2 separate regions of the Zea mays genome follow, and region 2 is linked to region 1. The links are chromatin contacts, called in public Hi-C maps. All regions are on one chromosome and are shown on one strand. The core of a region is the stretch at or near the end of the contact, and the rest is flanking DNA. Distances in the headings are between cores, read along the strand shown.

What was found. A called contact is a pair of places that touch in the nucleus more often than the background predicts.
Region 2: a contact with region 1 is called in a Hi-C map of leaf, with 5 times the contacts expected there. The contact joins the promoter of LOC100194033 here to the promoter of LOC100280751 in region 1. A contact is called at or near these places in 3 of 25 Hi-C or Micro-C datasets (ear, leaf and tassel).

What each region holds. Positions count from the first base shown.
Region 1 is chr2:221,891,632-221,895,227 of Zm-B73-REFERENCE-NAM-5.0, reverse strand. LOC100280751 reads left to right here and starts at 1,961. Exons shown (of 6, transcript NM_001153672.2): 1 at 1,961-2,350; 2 at 2,929-3,035. The coding sequence starts at 2,114.
Region 2 is chr2:222,090,331-222,093,926 of Zm-B73-REFERENCE-NAM-5.0, reverse strand. LOC100194033 (adenosine/AMP deaminase family protein) reads right to left here and starts at 1,994. Exons shown (of 11, transcript NM_001139094.1): 1 at 1,847-1,994; 2 at 907-977; 3 at 677-768; 4 at 526-585; 5 at 211-435; 6 at 38-114. The coding sequence starts at 1,968. It overlaps LOC100192861, which reads right to left. Exons shown (of 4, transcript NM_001348753.1): 4 at 2,839-3,596. The coding sequence ends at 3,105.

The DNA of each region.
Region 1 (3,596 bases), core at 712-3,211:
AGCATTCGCCAGATCACATCCCTGTTGACATCTTTAGGACTCAGGAACATGAAAGGCAAAACTTACTATGCAAATAGGCTTGTTTATTTGAATGTTACACGCAACATGGGAACCACCAGCCGCAATAAAGAATGGTGTTATCGGACCTTCAATAAGGTACATGGAGATCAGCCATAACATCCCCTGTTCACAACGAGAACAAGACATAAAGAGAGGAGAGAGACCTACAGCAGAAACGACAGCCTCAAGATTTGGATAAACTCTAGGCTCCATTACATCTCTGATTGGCCTCTCAACACGTAGCCATAGCCGAGGGTGGCATGCAAGGAAGCCCCATATGTGGCAAACAAGGACGGTGTTATACCTATTTGCAGGTTCAACAATGAAATTGCTAAAAACAGCTCATTTTAATGCACGTCAGCAGTACATGTTAAAGCATACCATCAAACACAGTTCAAACATTTCGCATCAAGGCAACTCTTATCCTCGTTTGGAAACACTTCCAAACACACAAAACCTACATCTTAGGCCAATGTTTGAATGCACTAGAGTTAATAGTTAGTTGTTAATATTAGCTAAAGACATCCAAATGATTTAGCTAATAGTTTAACTATTAGCTATTTTTAGCAAATTAGCTAATAGTTAGCTGGCTAATTTCACTAGCAATTTTTTAGCCAACTAACTATTAGCTCATAGCTCAAGTGCATTCAAACACCCTCTTAGTATACTAACTATTGTAAAGTGCCTTGAAAGATCATCTACACAAAGCTACATTTGACACGAACTTGAAAGTATGACAACCTATGGCAAGAGGAGCACAAGTTGAATAATCCTCAAACTTTGGGTATAAACATTATAACGAAGCACCAAATCAATTGTTACAAAGCTACACTGTGAAGATTGATATTTTTTCCAATCCATATGGATTCGAATAGATTGATATAAATTAGGATTTTTTTGACTTACTAAGGATTGAACTCCCTCAATCTATATGGATTGGGGTATAACCGAACATACCCTAATATTGGTGTTATCGACACCCGCAGCACTTAAAATATGAACAATCCCCTGACACTTTCACTACCCATTGTTCATCCTTGGCCATTAGGGACAGCACCTGTTGCAATTGATCCAGATCGATGCGCAGCATACGAGTGGCTAAAAACCAAAACTGTTATCAAAGAACACTATATATAATACACACTGTGCAACCGTCAATAAGAATGAATAAGAATGCACCACGCGCCTGTCGCCGCTCCAGGTTCGTCAGATGGAGTAGCGTTGACAGAGAAACCACGAGAAATTATGCCCATTCTAGCATGCGTCCAGGTTTGTTAATTCACGATTATTTGTTAATTCCATGCACCAGTAATTTTAAGTGGTAATAAATAAATGTAACGTTTCTTTGTTTCGTTCGTTCATCTTTTTTGGTTGCAACCGAAAGGATCCCTTCTTTTCTTAAAGCGCCGGATGCATAGAAAAAGAAGAAGGGAGTGGCATAGAAAAAAGGAGGAGGAAGTGTGTGATCGATCATCCCGGTGCGCCATGCGTGTAACGCCAACAGCGTGGCCCAAGATCCGGCGAGCGCGACCCATGAAATTAAACATTAACGCTAATGCAAAGGTGATGTGGAAGTGTAACAAAATAAGCGGGTACACGACGAAACCGTAGGACGTGGCAGGACGGGAAACGGGCTGGCTAGTCCTCATGTGGGCTTCTTTCACCCAGATGAAAATGTTTTTTTTTTCTGTTTCGTGTCAGCATGCAATCATGCTTCCACTATCTCCCATTTCCCTTTTTTTATAACCAAAACATGTTCTCCATTCGACCTGAGAGAATCGGAAGGCATCCATCCAAGTAAACCCTGCTGCCGAACGAAGGAGCAGCAAAGCCACCTTCCTTCTCCACCACATCACCTCACCTCTCTCAGTCTCACGCCGCAGTCACCAACTCGCCACGCACGCCTTCGCCGCCTATAACCGGTACCGGCCACCACCACTAGCTCCCCCGAGGACCACACCCCCCAAGGCCCCAAGCCCACGACGCGCCACGCCACGCCGCCAGCTGTCGCTCTCCCTCGCCCCTCCCCGCTCCTCTCGCCGCCTCGCAATCAATGGCGGTGGCGCGGCTGTGCGCGGCGGCCGCCGCCGCCCGGCTGCAGCCGGCGCTCGCCGCGGGCGCCCGCGGCCTCGGGACGGCGGCGGAGGTGGCCGCGGGCGCCAGGTGGGAGCCCATGGGGGCGCGGGAGTACTACGACTACCGCCGGGCCATGTACGGCGACATCACGCACAAGGCCATCCTCGTCGACGCCGCCGGCACGCTGCTCGCCCCAACCGAGCCCATGGCGCAGGTCCGCACCGCTCGCCCTAGCCCTCGCCCTCGCCACCCTCCCATTGCCGCGCGCGCGCGCCTCCGATTCGCGTCCTCTTCTGCAGCGCCATGTCCGGCCGGTTGCATGCGTGGTCCGGAGGTTTCTGCGTCCCATCATTCCTGGCCACCGGAAGCGGTTGTTGGTTTCGGCTCAGCTGTGCGCTGCTCTGTGGCGGTGTGATTGGAATTGGACATGGTCTGATCTGTTGTTTCTCTTCACTCTATACGCGGTATCCGGCTGTGCTTTGGCCAGATCTGTCAAGACTCGCTTGCTTTACTGCTAGATGGTTTCGGTTCGTTTTTGGGCCAATTCCCTGTATACCACTGGAAAATATACTCATCCCTTGTATGCCACTGGCCCCACATGTCATAGACACCAAAAATTATACCTATATGCCACTCAGTGGCATACAAGGGATGAGTATAAAATCTGATGGCATACCAGGAATTTTCTCTTCGTTTTTCCCCGAACGACGGTTTGCACAACGGTCTCATGCTTTCTCTGTTGCGGTTTAATAAGGAGTCTTCTGATGCCTGCTGTATTAAACGTCTGTCCAGGTGTACAGAACGATAGGCCAGAAGTATGGGGTTGATTACTCCGAGGATGAGATTCTGATGCGGTATCGCTGGGCGTATGCGCAGCCTTGGGGTAGATCACGTCTGAGGTAAGCCCCACTCAACTTGTGACTGTACATGGTACTTGCCGGAAATAACACTACAACCATGTGGAACTGGTGTATTAGGTGACCTCAGTTGATTGCACCCCGCTGTTACATGTTTTGTTGGCATGGGCACATGCCTGGTGCTTTTGTGCAACTCAAACGAGCTGTGGACCTATACAAGTGGTTAGAAGTTGTCGATCGTTCTCGTTCACTTCAGAGGCTTGGGGGGTCTTTCGGAGCAATCAGCTTCACCCTGCATGAAAAGTAGGGAAAATTTGTTACCGTAAGCAGTTTTGTCATGTAGAGACTAAACCTATAGATAGAGCACCTAACTATCTGAACCCATCAATCTCAGGTGCATTGCAAATCGAGAACATTGATGCAGGAATAAGACTGAGTTGTATGTCAATGTGACATAATAGCGGTGGGCATCCTTGCAAGAACAAGTCAATAACTGGGACAGTTGACGAGTTGTATCATCAAAATTCTTCTGGATCTAGTTCCGAGAACAGGATTTCTCCCAAATAGCATAGTTTTGCTCGTTTATTTATGCCACTGCTAAAA
Region 2 (3,596 bases), core at 745-3,244, 200 kb before region 1:
TGTCCACCTAGTCTAAGCCAGATGGAAATACTTTTACCATTCCCCCACGACTGGATTGCCAGAAAGGTCAATGCCTATGACACCTTGGTCCATCATTTCCACGGCTAGATTAACCTGGCCAGGGGAAACAAATGATTTTGTGCAGATTCTCAATAGGTGCCCACCTGTATTAGTTCAGAATATTGGTTGGTCTGGAAGATATTAACATACGGTATCCAATGCAGCCGAAGTTGTCTCGCGGCGATCAATACTAAGAAGGAGCCTAACATATATCTTCTTTTTCTTTGTGACACCATCCAAAAGCTTAGAACTTAGTGTTTCATTTGTTCTGAAATTAGAACCAAATAATTCGACATCAACATCTTCAACTGCTTTCAGACCTTTAATAACAGCATCCATGTAAGACCTCTTGGTCATCCCCTTTGCCTCATTGTTCTGGACAATATGTGAGGAAAAAAACATAAAACAATTCACAATATTGTCATAAATTGCAAAAAATACACACAAAAAAACATATAGTAGCACCTTAGGTGTTGTTCTTATTTCCAAATATACAACATTCTCTGCAGCAAAATCTTCTACAACCTGTGAATTTTGTCTGGGTTAATTTACTAAGCTAATTGAGTATACAACAGTATTACAAAAAATGCAACCTTCTAATCACAATGGCAGATACCTCCTTAGCAATCCTTGTTACTGTATCATGATCAGTTGTAAGTATATGAAACAGATCAAAAAGCTTGAAACACTCTGGAAGAGATCTATCACCTGTTTAACATTTAAAGACACACTTTAGAAGCCTCATATATATATAAGCAAAAGCACCAAGAATCCATGTAAGATTTTTAATACAATTTATACTAGTAATTGTATTAGAAAACAATTTCAAGGGAATCGGACACTAACTCTTCATGATCACATCCTTAACATCTTCAAAAACAATGACTCCTTTGTCGCCTAGATGTTTTGCAAGTTCTCTGTTCAAATTTACCACTCGAAAGGTCAGGTTTCTATGTTAATAATGATAATATGATGTCCAGGCAGGAGAGGACATTGGTAAAAACTTTAATATGCTAAGCAGAATACTGCCAATATATTCTCCAGAAAATACACATAGGTGTTTACATGATAAGTAATATGTTTAGTCCAATTATAGATAGCTAGAGCCTAGAATTACATATTAAAAAAAAGGGACTAACCTGTGAACTAGCAATGCACTCACTAAAGGATTTGAATATTTTCTAAAAGAAATAGAAAAAAGGGGGTAAAGAGCATCTCTGTATACATGTAATGTCTTGGTTGAACTAACCAGCAATGTAACACATGGTTCATCGGGTTCCTCGAACAACAGACATATTTTGAGACCTATCTTAAATTATCTCATATAAGTAATAAGGTCATTTTCGAGGAGGTAAGTCATCTGTGATCTGTGAACTAAAAGCTCCATCAGAAATTTTATTTTGTCAAAACAGGCAAGGGAGCAATCACGCTACTACAATGCAAGAGCCCACATGTCCGCACACTGCTACTGTATATGTCCAGCTTCCTAAAAAGCTACAACGCCTGCAATCTCACAGTTTGCAAGCACACCAGATTTGCTTGCTGGTAAACAAGATCAGATTCGAGCCACCAATTTCATTAGCAGAGTTTTTGTCATGACTGACATGGAACAGCTGTTGTGCAGGGATACACCCTATCGGTGAAGCTGTGGGTTGATGTTGCTCGAGCATCGAATGAGGAACCCGGAGGAGCTACGCTACACTACCGACGGGTGGGGGGGAATCAAGAACCGGGAGGCCAGGGGAGAGGGGAGATGGGTGGAGACGGTGCGGAGCGGAGCACTGACAGGAGGGTGGAGTTGCGGACGGAGCCGTTGAGGTGGGCGTGGAGCTCCACCTTGGGGAGAGCGACGCACCACTCCCTCATCTCCTCGACCGCCGCCGCCTTCCCCTCGGTCTCAGTGTCCATGACGGCGGTCTCGCCCTGTGCCTGTCTTCAACTATGAATTATTGCTGTTGTTTGTCGGTTCAGCCAGCGTCAGGGGCTCAGGGCGATAACTGTGTTTTTGCATAGAAATTGATCCAATCCAAATCATTGTTCCAGATTGAATTTGAGGTGATGAATTAGACCATTTTTTAAAGAGAAGAATTTTGACATTTTTTTTTTGCTCGCGGTAGTGCGGCACAAACTCAGGTTTTATTCTATTTTTTTCACCACACTCTCGGTTGGGACACATTTAAATAAGAATGAAGTGAAACCGTACCATTGCAACTTGTACGGATTTATAATATTTATCATATTCGAAACGGTGCTATTGTAATTCTACGTGCAGACGCCACTTTGTACGCTCTAGATATCATTGCGGGTATCCGTATTTTCGTATGCCCCAAAGTACCCCTGCTACGGCCTCTCTCTCTCCATATCAAACACACACGGGCCCAGGTGTCATCCCCTACACTTGCTGGCACATACTAGTTATCCCCTTCTTCCCCTCGAGACAATGTCGTTCCCCATTCGGCCAATCGACGTCTAGCCACCGGCGTCCAAACACAGACCCTGCCGAAGCCGACGCCGGCAGCCGCCAGCAAGCGTCGGCCCCGTACCCGGTACCCTTGCCGCGCCGGCTCTGAGCAGCGGCGGCACGCCCACCGCCCCACGGTAAATCCACAAGGACACCAGCGGTGGTGGCTCTGCTCTATCCACGTTGATGGTCTGACGGCTCCACCTGCGCCTTGACACTGAAGCACGCCACACACATCCTACGTGACAATTTTGACACGTAGCCTTCATGGAACCACATGATCAAGACAATTACATTGGCCAAGACCATACGTCCATGCTACAATTCGATCATGTTTTGAAACGAAGCACAGATAAAAGATACAAAATTCAATTTGCCTTAATGTTGTATATATATATATGCTTTGATGGATATACTAACCAACCCCTCTTACTCTTCTGAACCACGAACAGCAGTAACAGGTGATACGGAATTACAGATGGAACCGAGTCACAGACCTTCTCATGCCAAAAACGTGCCCGACTTCTCATGCCAGGGCTGCGCTGCGCTGCGACGGAGGGATCGCTGCCCGACCTCACACCGATCAGTCCTCGCCCAGGGTGTACCGGACAAACCTCCGCACCTTAATGTTCTCCCCGAGTGAGGCGACCGTCTCCTTCACGAGATCCTTCACCGTCTTGCTGTCGTCCTTGATGTAGGGCTGCTCCAGGAGGGCCATCACGCCGAGCCTCTTCGCGATCCGCCCTTCCACGATCTTCTCCCTGATGCTCTCGGGCTTCGACTGCAGGTCCTCCCTCTGCATCTCGATCTCCTTCTCCTTGCCGACGACGCTCTCCGGGATGTCGTCCACCGAGACGTAGTCGACCTGCGGACACGCTACCACCTGCATCGCGAGGTCGTTCACCAGCTCCCTGAACTTGTCGTTGCGGGCCACGAAGTCGGTCTCGGAGTTGACCTCGATCATGCACCCGATGCGGCTGTCGTGGATGTAGGAGCCGACCAGTCCTTCGGCGGCTAGCCGAGAGGATTTCTTGTCTGCGGATGAGAGGCCCTTCTTCCTCAGGAACTCCTGAGC